3 separate regions of the Sus scrofa genome follow, and regions 1 and 2 are each linked to region 3. A link is a contact called in public Hi-C data. All regions are on one chromosome and are shown on one strand. The core of a region is the stretch at or near the end of the contact, and the rest is flanking DNA. Distances in the headings are between cores, read along the strand shown.

Region 1 (3,728 bases), core at 1,002-3,501, 73 kb after region 3:
GAATTGGTCTCCCCCTCCCCCCTTCTAGGGAAAAAGCAGGGGAAAGATTAGAAGAAAAGAGATTTATTGCCCCCCTCCCCATTCCTCACTTTGAAGATGAAAAGCAAAATCAGGCACAGAGCCCTGGGTTCAAATCCTATCTCTGCAACTTCCAAGCTACTGGCTTTGTCCAACCTTCACCTTTGTGAGCCTCAGATTTTTTCACTGCAGAAACAGTAGTCATACTGGCTTCCAGGAAGGTGACATCATAGAGATTTATAGGGAAAGAGCCTGGTGTGTGGTGGTCAATCTGAAGATGGTAGCCTTTGTCTTTGGGAAACTGAGGCTCAGGATATAAAGGACCTCCTGATGCAGAGGCAGCCAGGGTCTCAGAGCTGGTTTTTCTGTCCAGGAACAGCCCCTGCAGGAGCTGCTGCTCGAGTTTGGGTCACCACCTCTTCACCTTTCCTTCTTTGCAATCTCCCTGTTCAGCAGTCTCTAGTCCCCGCGGATGATGAGGCAACTATCCCAAGCCAAGATACACATCCTGGGGGACTGGGTGATTTAGGGGAATGAAATCTGACTACTAATGGACTTATCTAATTCTGTGGGAATGCCCCCTGCAGAGTTTGGCACAGGATCAGGGTGAACTTCAGGTCAGTTTGTTTGGCAGTGTCTCCCCTTAATCTTTGGAGGTGAATTCAGAACAGGAATGGGCTCTTTCCAGGACAGCCCAGTCAAGCTGGGGGCTCTGACTCAATTCATTATCCCTTATCTTTCTACGCTCCTTCTCTATCCAGAGTCCCTACATTGGACCCATTCTTGCTACATACCTCTTGAAGGTTAAGAACAACTGAGACAGAAAAGGGGGCTGTGCCTTTAAATAACTTGTCTGGCCACTGCCTAAGAGAGAACCCAAAGTATTTTTCTTTTCTTTTTTTTTGCATTTTAGGGCTGTACCTCTGGCATATGGAAGTTCCCAGGCTAGGGGTCTCATTGGAGCTACAGCTGCCAACCTACACCACAGCCACAGCAATGCCAGATTCAAGCCGCATCTGTGACCTACAGTACAGCTGGTGACAATGCCGGATCCTTAACCCACTGAACGAGCCCTGGGATCAAGCCTGCATCCTCATGGATACTAGTTGGGTTCGTTACCGCTGAGCCATAATGGGAACTCCCAAAGTATTTTTCTATTTACTTCTTTGGATTGATCGAGATGGGGCTCCCCTTAGGTTCTTGAACACAGCTGAGTAGGCCATCCAGACACAGGATCACAGGTGAGGCCAGGGAGCCCATCACAGTCTGCTTGGAGCCTGGGTGCAGCAGACTGGACAGATGAGTATTTCTCCTGAAATCAAGGTCGGGCGCCCAGGCCCGGGGCTGTCAGCCTGCCCTGGTTTTGCTCTAGGAGCACCTCATCAATGTCCTGTTGTCCTCCCTGGACACATCCCACTTGCAGGAGACCTGAGGGTGGGGCTGGGAGGGGAAGTGAGTTTGGCTTATTTGCTAAATTGCAGGAAAATTCAGAAGCAATTCAGCAGATTTTATTTTGAGAATTTGGGCCTGCTGACTTTCCCTGTCTCAGACAATAAGCCAGTCCGTGGTGGTGAAAGCAGAACTTCCCCAGGCATCTGTCTGCAGAAGGCTCTCAGGGGTGTCCACGCTCTGAGAGAATTGAATGGTTTTCTGTTTTCCTTTTGATTATCATAGAGACATGATTCTTATACCAGCTGTAATTCATCTCATTGAGTAGTTGAATGACCCTTTAGTAGAAGAAACACTAGTGTCTTATGTAAAGTCTGTCTTAGGTAAAGTTTGTCAAATAGCACAAATTTCTTTTTCTTCTTCCGAACAGAGGGGTACTTGATAACGTGCAGCTCTGCCTCCTATGGCTTTATAGAGGTGGTGAACTCATGGCATTATCTTGGAGCTTAAAAGCTCCTTTTCATCTATTAATTCCCTTATGTTTCGATCACAACCCTGTGCAGTCAGGATTATTAAGTCCCTTTTATCGTGAGGAAACAGAGGCTCCGAGAGGATGAGTGACTTCTGAGGACACAGAGTGATCTGGCCAGAGGGCTGGGGGACCTCATGTTTCTGTAATGGTTTTGGGTTTTCCCATAAGTTCTGCCCTTCCCGTAACACCCCCTGTCTCTAACTCCTTTGAGAGTCCCAACCAAGTTTCAGATCTCTTTGCTATGGAGCAGTGTTTGAAATGGTTAACAGTGAAAGTGGCTAATACTGGTTTTGTTGAGATGGACGTCAATGTCCCATGTTTATCCAGACAAATATTGACTCATACACTCCTGGAAAGTTCATGTCCTGTTCTCACAGAAATGAAAACTTCCTTCATCTGCAGCAGCTAAGCCACAACCCAACCTCCTGTCCCTCCTCCCTATTCTTGCAGGTTCGGCTTTACTGGGCACCATTTATTAAGCATCTGCCATGTTCCAGGCATGGCAGGATCCCTCCTTCTAGCCCTTCCAGCAGCCCTGTGAGGTAGGTGGTTTTGTGCACATTTTACAGGTGAGGCAACTGATGTCCAGAGTGCTCCTGTTATTTAAGATCACATGGTGATGACTAATGAGGCTGGGCTCCAAATCTAGATTCATCTGACTCCAAAGCTGGGTCCACCTGAAAGGTAGTACTACTCTTCCAAACTGGGCTTTGTGTGGGCATTGTCCTCGTCTCAGTCCTGGTCCTTGCCTCATCAGCACGGGGCAGTGGGGGCAGCAGTAGTGGTGGTGGGAGACAATGGGCAGGGAATAGGATGCACCTAGATTTTCTTGGCTTCTGGGCTAGGGTGAAATCTGAGTTGACATCCTGGGTCTGCCTCTTCACAGTGGAGTGATTGTAGGCAAATCAACTCTGAGCCTGTTTCCTCACCTGTAAAATAAGTTCATCAACTACCCGCCTTATGGATCTATTTTGAACATGAAATGGGTGACTGGCCCGTAGTAGGTGCCTGAGAAGCAGTGACAGGTGTTCGCTGTTGGTCACATACTGTCAGGGAGGGGAGAAGGGGTGCTGTGACGATCAGGGCTGTGGCCTGCCACCCCCGCCCACTGCTCAACTTGCACAACTGCCCACTGGCTCATCAGTTCATTCCCTGCCTTCAGGCTTTTGGTCGCCTCTCCACCAAATGACCTGATGAAGACCAGGCTCTCCCCCCTGATATGGTGCCACCCGGTGAGGCCAGCTTTGTGCACCTGCATGGGCTGACTTGACCCTCTCTGTTCCCTGTGCCCCCCCTCATCCAGCTCCAGGCCATTTCCTTCCCATCCCTCAGGCTTCTTTGATCCTAGGCTAGATTTGGGCCCTTCCTCCTGGGCTGAGATTCTTGAGCACCTTCTTTGCAAGAAGCAAATATTCACTTATTTGGCAAACAAAGCTGAATCACAGGCATTGACCCAGGTCCTGGGAACAGAGAGGTAACTCGATGGTTCAGGTGCTCATTCTCTAGTGGGGGAACAAAGTAAATAGTGCATTAAGTATTTGGTCCTTGTTTAATTTCTCATGGTAGTTAGACCTATTAGCATATAAGGGGCGGAGGAAGTAATAAGTACCTCCAGGGCTGCTGTTCTGAGCACATGGTTACCAGCCTCTTGGTTGATTTGATTGATATGAATAGATATGGTCAGAAGGTAAGCTCACAGCTCTGGCACTGCCAGGCCAGCCCCAGTGGGGGTTTAGAGAGGGGTGAGGAGCCCAGGGCCGCCCTCTCCCTTCTATGGCCCTCCTTCCCC
Region 2 (3,680 bases), core at 100-2,599, 66 kb before region 3:
GGAGACGAAGCTTTAGATTGGACTTGACTTTGCTGGTAGACTTTTAGGCTCTGTGTGGCCAGCAGAGGTGGTATTTAGGGGCAGGCTCGTCCAGACTCTGCCTGAGAAATTCTGTTTCTGAATGCCTTGCAGAAGTTGTTGCTGGGGTCCTGAGCCTTTGCTGGCGTCATGATTTAATGCATCAGAATCTGTGGCTTGCAGGAACTGGCTCTGATGCTGCCGTTCAAAAATGGAATGTGGAGTTGTCAAAAAGAGTCCAAGGTGATGAACGTTGCCACTTTAAGCCTAAGCCTTCTAGAGACAATGATGTGGGTTAGAGCCGCCGGGCCTCCAGGCCACTTCCAGCCCAGAGCAGCGTTCACCAGTAGGTGGATCAGGCCCAGGCATCAGACATTGGAAAAAGGAGCACTTCACACACATATATAAAAAGTTGGTTTTCAGATCCGGCGTTGCCATGAGCTGTGGTATAGGTTGCAGACGCAGCTCGGATCCAGCATTGCTATGGCTCTGGTGTAGACCGGCAGCTACAGCTCCGATTCGACCCCTAGCCTGGGAACCTCCATATGCCGCGGGAGCGGCCCAAGAAATGGCAAAAAAAAAAAAAAAAAAAAAAAAAAGTTGGTTTTCAAAAACATCTCCAGAGTTTTGGCAACAAAAAACAGTGAAAGACGATATTCTAATATTCTATTTAATAAATGTTTTTCCGATATATTTAATTTGAATCCCACACAAGGAGGGCTCCAACATCTTTTGGAATTCAGGGCCTTTCAATGGTTTTAATCTGGCCCTGCCTTATACTGCCTCAGAAACATCTCCTCACATCAGTTCTCCAAATTAACATGCAAAGTCTTCCCCCAGTCTGGAGTTCAGGCCAGAAAGTGAAGGATGCATTGTATTTCTTGCTATATTTCATTTCCTTTTCCCTGTCGTGCACAATGAGTGTGATGGTGTAATTGGTTCCCTGGACTTATTAGAGCAAATCTCTGGGGAGAGGGAGGTCTCCTGGACCACCAGGCCATTAATTTTACATAAGGAAATATATTGTTTTCCTGCCTCTAGTATTGACCCTTGGCCCCATTTTCTGTCCCTGTTATAGGAGGCAAGTCTAAGGGCCGAGGCCTGGAAACGTGAGTGTGGTGACTGAAGCCCCACTTGGCTTCCCAAGCTGGAGCTGGGTTGCACCAGGTTCCCCAGGGTGGAGACCTGAAGCAGCCGCCAGGGGTGTGAGCCCACCCACTGGTCTCTGGGCCTCAGCACGCTGGCCAATGGGAAGCAACAATTTCGAGGTGGGGACTGCCTTCCCCATGAGTACCAGGCTGCAGAGGCTGGGCCACCTTCTCCTCATTTCCATCCTGACTGCAGTCTGTGGCTCTGATTCCACACCTGAGGGTAAGGACAAGTGATTGGAATTCCAGGCTGTAGGTAAAGGTGGCTGTCCCGAAAGGGAACCTGGGGTTGGGGCGTGCTCATGCTTTCCCCATCGTGGCAGGGTGGGGAGGTGATATAGGCAAAACCCTGGCCAGGGCAGCCCTGGTGGAGGCAGACTGGCCTTGGGTTTCTTCCTTAATTTCCCCACGGCTCCTAGAGAAAAGGGAATTGTTCATTGTGATCAGGATGCCTGGAACCATCCTGAATTTTGCCCAATTCACTCTGTGGTGAGATGGCTAACTAAAGAAAATGTTGGGGTCAGTGAAGCAGGAAGCATGGTCCAGCGATAAAGTCCATTTAGATAAGAGGAGCAGGGGATGAATTGCTTCTCCACTTGACCAGGTAGGGCAGAGAAAGGAGCACATGAAGATGCAGCCTGGGGAGACTGAGTTTGGAATTCAACTCTACCACTGGATTCTAGTCAGCAGTGTTTATTGAGCAGATTCAACGGACCAGACTCTGGGTAGGGTTCGTGAGAAACAAAGATGGGTGGGGCCCAGTCATTATCTGTAGCTTTGGGGGTATCTGTAAACATGGGCATGTCTGCACCCATGTGGAGGTACCACACAAGGTGACTGAGATGTTCAAATGAAGTAGAGTGAGCACAGGGCCTGCCATGTACAGGGAGCTCATGCAACATTTTCTTTGTAGCAGACATCCTCTGACAGAACAACTGGATCTGCCCCGCCTTTCCCAAGCCCAATCCTGCTTGTCCCAGGGAGCATTGCACTTGTGGCCTCCTGGTTGTTTGCAGCCATAGATGCAGAGACTGAGTGGGAGGGATTTTAGAGATCAGGCCAGCCCTTGGGTGTCAGGAGATGTGGGTCCCTGCTCTGGAGAATTTTTTTCTTTTTCGTTTTTTTTTTTTTTTCTTTTCTAGGGCCGCACCGGTGGCATACGGAGGTTACCAGGCTAGGGGTCTAATCAGAGCTGTAGCTGCTGGCCTGCAACACAACACCACCAGATCTGAGCCGCGTCTGTGACCTACACCACAGCTCACAGCCACGATGGATCCTTAACCCGCTGAGCGAGGCCAGGGATCGAACCTGCAACCTCATGGTTCCCAGTTGGATTCGTTAACCACTGAGCCATGATGGGAACTCCTGGAGAGGTTTTGGATTTTCAGATCAAGCGTTGCAAGCGGTGCAGCCACCTCGCTCCTGGTAACTCCATCCATTTGGGGTAAGGTTGGCTCATCCTGACAAGGTTGGGGAATAGGGGGGCCTTGATACTGGCAGAATATGCACAAAGAAACATGAGGGTGTCAGCTTTGTTCTGGAAGCTGAGCAGTGGAAAGGGAGCCATGCAGCTTAACTGGCTGTTCTTGCTGCCTCCCTCCCTTAATTCTTGAGGAGTTGTAAAGAGACACAAGACTTGCTTCTTGTCATTTCTAAGGTGGCTCTGAGATCAGGCTGCTCCCCTACTCCTTGTCAAGTTGGAAGACCAGTGGCCCCAGACACTTGGCTGAGGTCAGGAGGTAGAAGCTGTCAATCAGGAGAGACACTGATACCCAAAATGTGGTGGGGGGATGCTCTGCTTAACCAGTTCCTTGAGAACAGGTGTGTGTGTGTGTGGAGAGAGAGTGTTGGGTGCGGGGCTGCCAAGTGAAAGCGTTCAGGTAATGCTCCTAGGATTTGGGAAGAGCCTAGTTGATTCCTGGTTCTGTCATTTATCATTAGATTGCACCGTGTGAAATTGCCCATATTTTATCATTTTTGACCTTAAAAACCAGCCATGTCATTTCATTCAACCCAAGAGTCTCATGACCTTAAGCCGGCATCTTGGTCTCTTGAAATCTCAGATTCTTCTATTTAGTGGAGTCAAAAGCAAGGCTATGAGGATTTCCCATTGTGGCTCAGTGGGTTAAGGACCCGATGTTGTCTCTGTGAGGTTTGGGGTTTGATCCCTGGCCTTGCTCAGTGGGTTAAGGATCCCACAATTTCATGAGCTGTGGTATAGGTAATGGATGTGGCTCAGATCTGGCATTGCTGTGGCTATTGAAAGGATGGCAGCTGCCGCTCTGATTCAACCCCTAGCTTGGGAACTTCCATATGCAGCAAGTGTGGCCCTAGAAAGAAAGAAAGAAAAAAAAAAAAAAAGCAGGGCTATGAGGAGAATTAAATAAAATATGGTTTGAAACTGCCTTATGCAGTTTGTACTCCAAAGTACCCTCACCGGAGTTCCCATCATGGTGCAGCAGAAATGAATCTGACTAGGTACAATGAGGTTTCGGGTTCAATCCCTGATCTCAC
Region 3 (3,463 bases), core at 191-2,690:
GGGTGGACACAGAGTGATGCTGAGAAGGGAAATGAGGATTTTTAATGAATGTGGAAAAGGGTTCCAGTTCTGGCTCTTCCACTTCCAAGTGACTTCAATTTCCTCATCCATAAAATGGGGCAAAGGCCATCACCTATCTTATGATGAGGAGAGACAATATAGTAAGCAAAGAGCGTTTGCTCCCCAGATGGTAGCCATCATTTGTGCATCCTTTTTCCATTCCCTCTGTCATTGCCACTGCTCCGATTATATCTTCTCTGATGTCAGCTTCCAAACTGGTCTCTGTGCTCTGTACTTGCCGTCTCCGATTCTGCCATCCATTTCCAGGATGCTTGCTGTCAGAGAAATCAATGTAAAACAAAGAGTTATGTCATGCCCCTGCACAATTTTCTCAGCAGGAAGTCAGTATAGCACCCTCCCAGAAATAGTCTTAAGAGTTCGACAGTTTCCATGCGTTAACTCATACATCTTACTGTTATGAGCTCCTTCTCTATGCCAGACATACAGACTGAGGAGTGTACTCAAGAGAGTGTAGCTAGTTGGTCATAGAGATTTGAATTCACTCTGCTTGTCACCCTCTCCAACTGGAGCTCTTTGCTCAGAGCATCCTCAGCAGTTGAAAAGCACCAGCAGCAACAGCTGGAGGGGGCCAGGATCTGGGGTAAGGGAAGCAGTGTTTGGAAGGATGTTGGGAATAAGGTGAGGATGCCACCTCCCTTTTTCCAGGATGGTGGTAGGAGAGGAAAACTCGATTTGGAAAGTTCTGTATCTGGGCTTCAAGCACTCTAGTGTGTACCAGACTTGGTGTTCCTAGAGGGCCCAGACAAACTTCCACTCTCCCTGTCCCCCCACCCCCCACTCCTTCCCTCCAACTTCAGAGTTGGAGCCAAGTGGGTCCTCGGTAGACTTCTGGGAGATGACTATTGCCTCTGGTAGTCACATCTCCTCTAAGGGCTCTGCAGTGGTGGCCAAAGGCCACTCCTCGCCCTCCTAGAGGACAGTTTTCTGCTTTAGGGAAGTGGCCCCTGTGTCACCAGGGATGGTCAGTGTGTGGCAATGACACTTGCTCAATGAGTGGTTTCCACTTGCTTTCTCCCAGCAGCTCTAGATTAATCCCCGTGAAAAAAGGAAACTTGCTCCCTTTCCCACCACACCTGAGACCTCCTGCTCACCAGCCTGCAGACAGCTTGGGGTGGAAATCTCCATGGGTAGGGACGGGCCGGTCCTTCTTGATCCTTCTGTATCAGGGGTGTTCAAGTGTGCCCAACGTTGTTGGGAGGTTCTTGCCCTATCCTGTGAAATAGATTCTGCTGTTTCATATCCTACATAAGAAGACTTCGAGGCTTCAGAGAGGTTAAGGGGCGTGGTCAGGATCACGCAGCCAGTCATTAGCAGAGGCAAGATTTATAGTCCAGCTTGCTAGGACCCAAAGCCTGAGAGTGTTGGATTCCACCCTCCCGGACCTGTGGGGCTGGGATAGGAGCAGCATTTTGGGACTTTGCTCCTCCCCCTTGGCCCTCGGCCCGCCCTCCTGGGAAGGGGGCGGTGAAGTAGGATCCAAGCTTCACTCGGGGGTTAGGCGCGCCTCCTAACCAGGCACCCCTAATCCTAAGGCCCCCTTGCTAGCTACGTCTGGAGGGCTGGGCGGGTTTGGGGCCGGTGGGGCGCGGGATCCACCCGGTCTTCTCGACTATTTGCATAGCTGAGACCGCTCGTTTCCCCCGCCCCTTCGCCTCCACTCCTCTTCCCTCCTTCCCGCATCCCCTCCACGCCTCATCCCCTGTTCCCCGCTCCTCCCCAGCAGACCCTTCTTCTGGGACTCCCCCGGGGGGGCTCCCAGCTCCCCGGCTCTCCCGCCGCCGCTGAGCGCGGAGTCCGGAGACATCCGGGGGAGGGGAGTCCTGGGCTGGGCCGGGCTGGGGAAGACGCCGGGGCACAGCCCAGCTCTAACAAAGGGAACTGGCTGCCTGCTGGCTGGGGCGCGGAGCGGGCGGAGCAGCCGCAGCTTCGGCAGCCGAGAACGCAGCGAGTGAGTAGGGCTGCGGAGGGCGGCGGCGTGGCCCGGGCCCCCTGGGAGGAGTGGAGCGAAAGGGCGCAAGACGCGAGTGGAGAGGCGGGGCCCCCGGCTCGCCTAGGGCTTAGAGTGTCCGTGTCCAGCACCCCTCAGCCCCCTTCGCCGCGCGGACCTGCCACCTTTTGGCTGGGGGCATTTGTGTATTAATCTGGGCCGGAGGGCCGTCCTGGCTTCTCCCCAGCTCCACGAGCCCGAAGACCCACAACAAACCCACGTGCGCACGGCCCCAGGGAACCCCGCTCTCTCCATTGCACCGTCAACATGGGAGCGGATGCTTCAGATCTCGCCTACTAGATTTACAGAAGGAGAAACTGAGGGCTGCGGCGGGGGTGGGGGCATAGGCACCACAACAAACGCACGTGCGCCCTGCCCTGGGATCCCCGCGCACCGCAAACCCTTCGGAACCCGGCCGTTGTCTCAGCTGCTGGGGAGGGTGCGGCGCCGGGGACGCCACTTGCTGGAGGAGGACGACAGACACGTTTAAAAGGTACTACTTGGGCATCAGACCAAACTGCCAGACTTAAAAAGGGAAATGCGAAAGGAGAAGAAACACAAAGATTACCCCAGGCCAAGAGTGCGTCCCCGGCCGCGGTGCATAACCTGATGTGACCTGGACCACTCTTCTCTTCCACCTCACGAAGGTTTCTTAGGGATGGGGGTTGAATTAAGGGTTTATGGGTTTCCTTCCAAAGAAAAAGATCATGCCTAGCGCACCATTGTCCCTGCACTGTCTCTGTTGGGGACGGCGAGCGCCCCCTCAGCCTGGAGAAAGAACAGTCCGATTTAAACCGTGCCCAGCGCAGTCCCGGGTTTCGCTTGCGCTTTGCCTTGTAGGTCGGTGTGTCTAGCCAGCCCCGGTGTCATTGGCCCCTTTGAGGTGGTTGTGTTTTTAGAAGCAAGGCCAGCCAAGGCCTCTTGTTCTAGGTGAGGACGCTATTATTTTCAGTTTATTTATCCGAGTATCCGAGTTTATTTAAGAGGAATTCCGAGATCTGGAAAGAGAGGCCTCTTGTTTTGCTTTTTCTTTGCCTACGTACGCTCAGCTCAGCTTTGCAGATTTTAGTTCCTCAAACCTGTTCAGGCAGCAGTGAGATGGTTGGGCAGGGGGAGGGGGGCATGCATTTGCCCCTCAGGTGATGGTGTGAAGGAAGCCAGTCAGGTTTGGGTAATGGGTGGTGTGCACACGAACGGAGGCACCGCCGACTGACCGTGCTTGTGGTCCGGGCTGCAGTTTCACCTTGGCCAGCAGCTCTGAAGATTAACCTGTCTCCTAGCTACACTTGTCAGGGGTGCGGGCGGGGGGGTGTTGGTGGGCACTGGAAAGCCCCCAGCCCTGCACCGCGGTTATTGGGAGTCTAGACAGAGGGCATCCAGTGAAACCTTTTCTGT

The links. A called contact is a pair of places that touch in the nucleus more often than the background predicts.
Region 1: a Hi-C map of liver shows a contact between it and region 3, with 2.8 times the contacts expected there. The contact joins the enhancer-like site here to the promoter of ST6GAL1 in region 3. A contact is called at or near these places in 1 of 5 promoter capture datasets (liver), 6 of 47 Hi-C or Micro-C datasets (embryonic fibroblasts, epiblast stem cells, liver and 1 more) and 1 of 2 datasets of contacts at active chromatin or transcription factors (alveolar macrophages).
Region 2: a contact with region 3 is called in a Hi-C map of liver, with 3 times the contacts expected there. The contact joins the promoter of ADIPOQ here to the promoter of ST6GAL1 in region 3. A contact is called at or near these places in 2 of 5 promoter capture datasets (fetal liver and liver), 22 of 47 Hi-C or Micro-C datasets (alveolar macrophages, blood, embryonic fibroblasts and 9 more) and 2 of 2 datasets of contacts at active chromatin or transcription factors (alveolar macrophages and skeletal muscle).

The regions. Positions count from the first base shown.
Region 1 is chr13:124,770,825-124,774,552 of Sscrofa11.1, forward strand. All of the region lies in intron 2 of ST6GAL1 (beta-galactoside alpha-2,6-sialyltransferase 1), which reads left to right. Among named protein-coding and RNA genes, the nearest start is that of ST6GAL1, 73 kb to the left of the region's middle. Within about 2 kb of position 2,252, at least 8 of the 83 cell types and tissues checked have an H3K27ac peak or open chromatin away from gene starts, as enhancers often do. A contact at or near this core is called in liver, where this site is marked.
Region 2 is chr13:124,632,557-124,636,236 of Sscrofa11.1, forward strand. ADIPOQ (adiponectin, C1Q and collagen domain containing) reads left to right here and starts at 1,350. Exons shown (of 4, transcript NM_214370.1): 1 at 1,350-1,389.
Region 3 is chr13:124,698,182-124,701,644 of Sscrofa11.1, forward strand. It overlaps ST6GAL1 (beta-galactoside alpha-2,6-sialyltransferase 1), which reads left to right and starts at 1,441. Exons shown (of 7, transcript XM_021070037.1): 1 at 1,441-2,029. LOC102158991 (a long non-coding RNA gene) reads right to left here and starts at 2,818. Exons shown (of 4, transcript XR_307085.3): 1 at 2,637-2,818; 2 at 1,155-1,293; 3 at 1-335.